Regions from separate parts of the Zea mays genome. Here region 2 is linked to region 1. A link is a contact called in public Hi-C data. All regions are on one chromosome and are shown on one strand. Each heading gives the region's core, a stretch centred on a gene start, on an enhancer-like site or on the middle of the called end of the contact. The rest is flanking DNA. Distances are from core to core; before and after follow the strand shown. Region 1 holds the start of LOC100383567. Region 2 holds the start of LOC100193322.

Evidence for each region. Hi-C and Micro-C count contacts between places; a contact is called where the count stands out from the background.
Region 2: a Hi-C map of ear shows a contact between it and region 1, with 2.7 times the contacts expected there. The contact joins the promoter of LOC100193322 here to the promoter of LOC100383567 in region 1. A contact is called at or near these places in 2 of 25 Hi-C or Micro-C datasets (ear and tassel).

The regions. Positions count from the first base shown.
Region 1 is chr4:201,181,830-201,185,196 of Zm-B73-REFERENCE-NAM-5.0, forward strand. LOC100383567 reads left to right here and starts at 2,116. Exons shown (of 11, transcript NM_001176215.1): 1 at 2,116-2,316. The coding sequence starts at 2,233. LOC103654434 (RHOMBOID-like protein 3) reads left to right here. Exons shown (of 5, transcript XM_008681266.3): 5 at 1,139-1,506. The coding sequence ends at 1,250.
Region 2 is chr4:201,460,890-201,464,414 of Zm-B73-REFERENCE-NAM-5.0, forward strand. LOC100193322 reads right to left here and starts at 1,260. Exons shown (of 11, transcript NM_001138459.1): 1 at 1,072-1,260; 2 at 743-955; 3 at 542-640; 4 at 304-386. The coding sequence starts at 1,161.

The DNA.
Region 1 (3,367 bases), core at 866-3,365:
AGACATTTTATCTTTTTTAGATACATTGCCTTTACTATATATCTAGACAGAGTATATCTAAGTGCTTAGCAATTGCTATGAATCTAGAAAAGCCAAAACGTAAGGAGAGAGTATACCAAACAACTACTACCTCCATTCATTAAACGATGTCGTTTCAGATAAGTAAAACAAGCATAGTACAAGTTTCGCTCTACTGTCTAAACCATCATCTTTTAGTGAGTGGAGGCCTCTCCAGTCATAGATAAGTGAAGTTTTGTGGCTGTCTTAAGTAGTCATTTACAAACCTTGATTACAAACAGTCGTGTTGGGTTTGAATGTTTGGAAATGATACAAGTAGATTTGTTTCGAAAGATACATCAGATATATTTTTACCTTTTCAATATACTACAGTAAAATAAAAAATAGGAGCCAAAGTTTAGTTGGCTTAAAAAACTCGACCTGTGAGGGTAAGAGAGCCCCCGAGTATTGTATTAAGAAGACCTTCTCACATAGGTCGAGAAAACCCCTGAACCACTGCTCCACCCATACACAGTGGCATCGAAGCCCATGTGAGAACGATCGCGACCGGGGTTAAGCCTTAGACTTGTGCTTTGATGTGGGACAAAAGAGCGATTTTTTTTAACCACAGCCTAAATTTCGCTCCCATGGAGAGTCGAACCCAGGACCTAAGGAGTGATACTCAGACCATCTAAGACGAGTCCAAAGTGTCATCTTGTAGTGACCAAACGTAGCACTTAGCGTAATGGTTAAGGCTTTCGAGTAGCAAATTCAGGTCCCGAGTTCGATCCCCCTCGGGGGCGAATTTCAGGTTTGGTTAAAAAAATCCCTCGTTATGCCCCGTTCGTCCCGAGTTATGTCATGCGTGCCACCCTCCGGCTGGGCCGTTGCAGAGTGGGCGGTGACGACCGCTAATGATGGGGGCAGGGTTCGAGAATTTTCTCGGCTGGGATCATGTTTTGGTATTTTCTTAATATAATACCGGGAGGGCGGTCTTTTTCTCTCCGGCCGAGTTTTTTAATCACGGTCCTTTTCACTAATAATCAAAACTTGGAGCCTTGACAAATGTGGCCACTTTGTATGAGCGATGTGATTCTTCTCGTAAACTTGGAGCATTGACAAATGTGGCTTTACGATGCAGGTTTGCCATTATCTTGGTCATGCTCTTCAAAGGTAAGAATGGGAACGACAGCTGCCACTGGTGCCATTACCTGAACTGCGTACCAACGTCCAGATGGAAGTGCGATACCTGAATTCCGCGAACTATATGCTCCACTAGTGTTCGTGTGTTTGTGGAAATGTACGACCAAATGTTCCACTTGACCATCCTGCGCTTCTTTTGCCCGGATTCTCCCTGGTTCCATGAAATACAAATGTTCCAGAATTGTAGCACGAGCTTATAACTGTTGATTTCGGCATAATTGATGTATTCATCTCACCAAACTCTATAGCACCACCTTGATAATTTTAGACGGCCAATCTAAAGTATTCAGATTTTGCGAGTGTCCACGCACTGACGATTTCAGCCGAAAGATCGGTAAAGTTCAATTGCATATGATGACACTATGCTGACGGTTTGTTTGAAGCTCTGAATTGAGGTGTATTTGGCCTAATCCTCTTGGTTTCGAAGATAACATAAACAAACATCCAAATTAGACATCTCTTCTCCCGTGCCGTTGCCGCATTTCTCCGTGCGGCCGAAAAGATGTGTATGTGTTCGTGAATTCACCTACCTGCAGCAAGGCATATATACCAAGTCAGTTGTAGTTGTGGCTACATATGCTTTCAGCCCCATCGAAGCGTCCTCCATCCCTTGGTGAACAAGGACCAACGCCTTTTCCTTGCTCCTCTTCTCCTGCCGCGGCATCCTTGTCTCGCAAGAAGATAGAAAATCGGCTGTCAAGGCATTTTACGCCCATGCCCTCTAGGCCTGACGCCTATCTGATCCAGCGACCAGCGTGGCAGCACGCCAGCGTTCGCGAGGCGGCGAGGGCACCTGTGTCATTTCCGGCGTCTGTCGTTCTCGCGCGGCCCACCGGTGATGGCCCACGGCCCGCGAGAGGGGAGGAGGAGAGCAATAAGCAAGCACCACATCGCCACCACTTGAATTACCGCACACGGCTCCGCTGCTTCGCGACTCCTCTCCGGCTCTCCGCACAGGACTCCAACCGCCTCGCCGTTGCATCGCCGCGGGCGTCAACCTAGGCTGCTGCCGGTACCGGTGCGTCCCCAGCCATGGCTCGGCCGCCGCAGGAGGCGATCGACACCTTCGTCAGCATCACCGGCGCCGACGAGGTCACCGCAGTCCGCGTGCTCGAGGTGACGACGCCTGCCCGTCCCCTCCCTTCCCCGTCTCTACGTTTCTGCTCATTGGTGTTATGGTCCCGACAGTTTGGGGATTCGTTGCTCGGGGTTTCGGGCTAGGTTTCGACTTCGGCTCCGCACGCCGTGGGTTCGTTAGATGGCGGTGCGTGTGCTTGGCCGTGGCGGATCGATGTGAGATGTGCGACTTGAACCAGCCCAGGGTTTCGTGTGCGTAATCGTAACCCCTTCCCTGTGGGTTTAGGGGTCGCACAAATTGCGGAATTTGAGTTTCTAAAGAGTGTAATGCATATGAGGTTTTCTGGTTGTGATGGGACTAATCAGTTTTAGTTTGCATTTGTGTGGTGTGAAATGCCGAGACTTCACTGGATCGGGGCGGACGAACAGAGTAAAGCGGGTGGTGCATCAGATCTCATCAAATGTTGTAACTGTGAATTCCTTAATTGTTTAGCCGGGGAACTAAGTTGTAAGTTCATTTGTGTTAAATTCTGTTGGAGGCTCAGTTTCTGGGATGTTAGATTGGGTGATTGGGTCGATTTGGTGAGGGAAAAACACTTGGTGCCTCGTTGGGATGTTTGTTTATGTGGGGTCATGAATGTTGTTGTCTACTGGCTGGTTGAAGGTTTGCATTTGTCCTGTTTGAGTTTGTGAGAGCACCTAGAGGAGGGTGAATAGGTGATCCTGTGAAATTCAACACTAATAGCCACAAAACTTAGTTATTAACGTTAGAACGGCTAAGTAGCTTGAAACGAGCTCTTGTGAACACAGACAATCAAAGAGAAAGCACACGAGAGACACATGATTTTTATCCTGTGGTTCGGCCAAGTAACACTTGCCTACTTCCACGTTGTGGTGTCCCAATGGACTAGGGTTGCACTCAACCCCTTTCAAGTGATCCGATGATCAACTTGAATACCACGGTTTTTCCTTTCTTAGTCTTTCTCCCGTTTGCGGGGAATCTCCACACTTGGAGCATCTCGCCCTTACAACGATGATCACAAAAGAAGCACAGAAGTAAGGGAGGGGAGAGCAACACACACAAGACTCA
Region 2 (3,525 bases), core at 10-2,509, 280 kb after region 1:
CACATGAAAATATACATTTCATAATTAAATCGCATCCCATTAACATTACCTGATAACTCCACACAAGAATGAAATGGGACTGAAGAAACTAGATTTACGAGGGGGGATACTTCCTGTTGACATCCAAAAGGACAACAGTATAGATACATGGAATCACTCGTTTATGGCAGGAGTAAGCATCAAAAGCCAAGTTAATCAAGTATTTGTAAACTGGTATGCAGAATTGCAGATGAGTAGTGGACAAACAAACATATCTTGAGAAGAAGAGCGCCAAAGCTAACAAGTAGGAAGATAAGACAGCACCTTCGAGGACTGTAAGAAATGTGGACGAGCAGCCTCACACCGGATGCACTGCCATAGCAAGCTTGGCAAATCGCTCGAATGACCTGAAAGATGGCATGGCACGGGTAAATAATTCACACCCGATCCCTTGGAAGCATGGTATGAGCAAGCGGAGTCTGGTAGCTGAAGGAAGAGTTGATAGGTTGAACCGTAGCATTAGCATAAAAGGGGGGAAGCAATGAAACGAAGAAGCTGATACCTGCGACAGGACAGCAGGGGATGTGGCCTTGAATGATGCCTCGGAAGCCCATACGTAAGCACCCATGACACTCATACCACCGAGCAGCATCCTAGACACCTAAAAGCATGTATGTACTAGTAATATGCAACAGATTGAAAGAAATTGCAGAAGAAAAGGAATTGATGGTGTGAGTGTGGCGTGGGAGGGAGTCTATGGTACCTGCCGCGCGTGCTCGGAGATCCATTCGACATCGAAGTCGAGAGAGGCGTCCGAGGAGGAAGGAGCTTTGCCGCCGCCCTTGGAAGGCTTGGACTTGGGGGCGGCGCGGAGAGAGCATGCGGGGGCGGCGGCGTCGGTGAGCGGCGTGGGGAGCAACGCGTAGACGAGGGCACGGTCGGAGGAAGAGCTGAGCTTGCCGACGACGAGGCCCACCTAGGAATTTAACAGATGAAACCAGGTCAGTAGATGCGGATGGGGGGGATAGAGGATGGTATGGATCGATGAGAGGGAGGGAGGCGCAACGCGATGGAGGGAAGCGAGTGGCCAACCTGGGCTTGACATGGAGGAGAGGAGGGCGAGGCGAGCGTTTCCTCAAAGGCCTTGAGGTGCTCCTCGTCGCCGAGCACCGCCTTCACCATCCTTGTTCGTCGCCGGCGTCGGCGTAGGACTCGACCCGATCTTTGTCTGCTCGGCGAAATCAAGCAAGCAACTTGGGAGTTGGGTGTGGGTTCCAATCGTCGGCCCACCAGCTTTACCCTTGGGCCTGGCTTGAAAAGTTAACCTGAAGGTAAGTGTTCGAACCGGTTTTGAGCCGGCGGACTGTCCGGCCCTGAGGCCGGACGGTCCGCGGTCCGGACGGTCCGCGTCTATGGGCCGGACGGTCCGCGCGTGCGCAGAACAGATTAGGGTTCCGAGTTTTGTGCTACGGTTGTTAGCTATATTCGCGGGATTAGCTCGGAATCAGTTGTGTAAAGGGTCCAGCCCCCCTCCTCTATAAATAGAGAGGTCTACGGCCGATTTGTAATCATCAACAATCGAATCAATACAACTTTTACTCGCATTTTATCCTAGGAGTAGTTCTAGTCTAGTTTAGGTTTAGCCACTCGATCCCCAAATTCTCCGCCTCTCCTCGACTCTACGTCGATTAGAGGAGTCTAGGTCGGCCTGCCCGAGCCTAGACACCACCTAGGATCTCTACTCCCCGACGGGGTCCCTCCCGGGAGCGAGATCCAGGCGCCGTCGGCGATCTTCTGCCGTCCCTGCGTACGTGCGGACCGTCCGGCCCTAGGGCGCGGACCGTCCGGCCGTCAGGCAGAAGTCCCAGCAGCGCACCAGGCCGCGGACAGTCCGCCCTTGCGCAGAGAGCACCACCGCGCCTCGCACCAGGCCGCGGACCGTCCGGCCCCTGCGCGCGGACCGTCCGCCCCTGTGCAGAGGGCACCGCCACGGTTCTTGTTGAGTGTTTGGCGCTCCGAAAAGGCGTCAACATACTTTTGGCGACTCCGCTGGGGAAGACATATCTAAGCTCATCAAATCGGCCCTCAATGGCCGGTTCAAGGGGGAGCTCTGATATTTCTCCAAGCAACATCATAGAGCCGACTTGGGAAACCTTGCCGGCTGACGAGCAGCTCCAGTTCGAGGAGCACAAGGAGCGGATGATCCAGGAGGCGAAAGCAAAGTTCTTGGCCAACTTCAAAGTGGACAGGAACAACAAGGTCGTCCGACATCGGGCGACGGATCCGGCTTCGCTCCAACCCACGCCAGATATCCCCAATGTAAGTAATACCAACGATCTGCAATCTCTTAGAAATTATGTAGAAGATCAGCGTGAGCAAATGCAGAACATCATAGGGGGTATGCAAAGCGATCTTAAGAAACTAGTGCGTGCATTTGATAAATCTAGTATCACAAATTTTCCTTCGCACGAGGTTGAGTTAGGAGGTAACACGCGTAACACATCGGCTACAGGTTGTCACGACCAGTCACAACCCCTGTATGGGATGCCGATGGACACATACCCTGAGTAACCGCAAATCGGCAGTAAATCAGCCGATCTGCACATGCCCGGACCATCCGCACGTGAGCGCGTACCGTCCGGGCCAGCAACAGTCGGGCCTATTTTTAATGAGTTACCTAGATAGGCGCCCGAGCCACCACACATGGCACAGAACCCAAACTACCCAGTCGGACGGTCCGCATACAACGACGGACGGTCCGCATATAACCACGGACGGTCCGGGTACGTATCCGGACAGTCCGCGCATGAGTCTTTTGAGGAGGATTACATGAATCCTCGCCCGTCCCAGCAACACTTCCCATCACACTATGCAATGCACCAGCCCATTAATTCAGGATCCAGAGCCCAGGAAAGCTTTTCGGCCCCACCTAGAAGGCCGGAAAGAAACGATCAAACCTATGAGCCATATAGGGCAAATGGAAATGCACCACGTAGCTCAAACCAGTGGGGGGAACGACAACATACCAACATGCAACCAGCCCCACCTATGTTTGACCAGAGAGCCGGTGGTCTTGCACCGGCTGCCATTGATATAGTGAGGGAAGAAATAGCCGGGGCGTTCCGAGATAAGCTCGGAGTAAGCATGGTCCCTGGGGGCAATCATATCGGAAACCTTATGACAGCCGATTTGATCACCACCCATACCCACAGGGAACTAGAATACCCGAATTCGCAAAATTTTCGGGTGACCAAGGGAAAAACACGCGTGAACATATAGGCCAGTTCTTAGCACAATTGGGAGAATTGGCCGACACTGAGGCATTTCGCGTACGTTTATTTTCATTGTCGCTAACAGGAACCGCGTTTGCATGGTATGCCACTTTACCTCCTAATTCCATTTCATCATGGGGGGATCTAGAACAAAAATTTCATGATCATTTTTTCTCCGGTGACTATGAGTTAGATTTGGTAGATTTAGTGTCGTTGCGACAGACAAAAGATGAATCGGTTAACGATTACATCCGGAGATTCCGAGATACAAGAA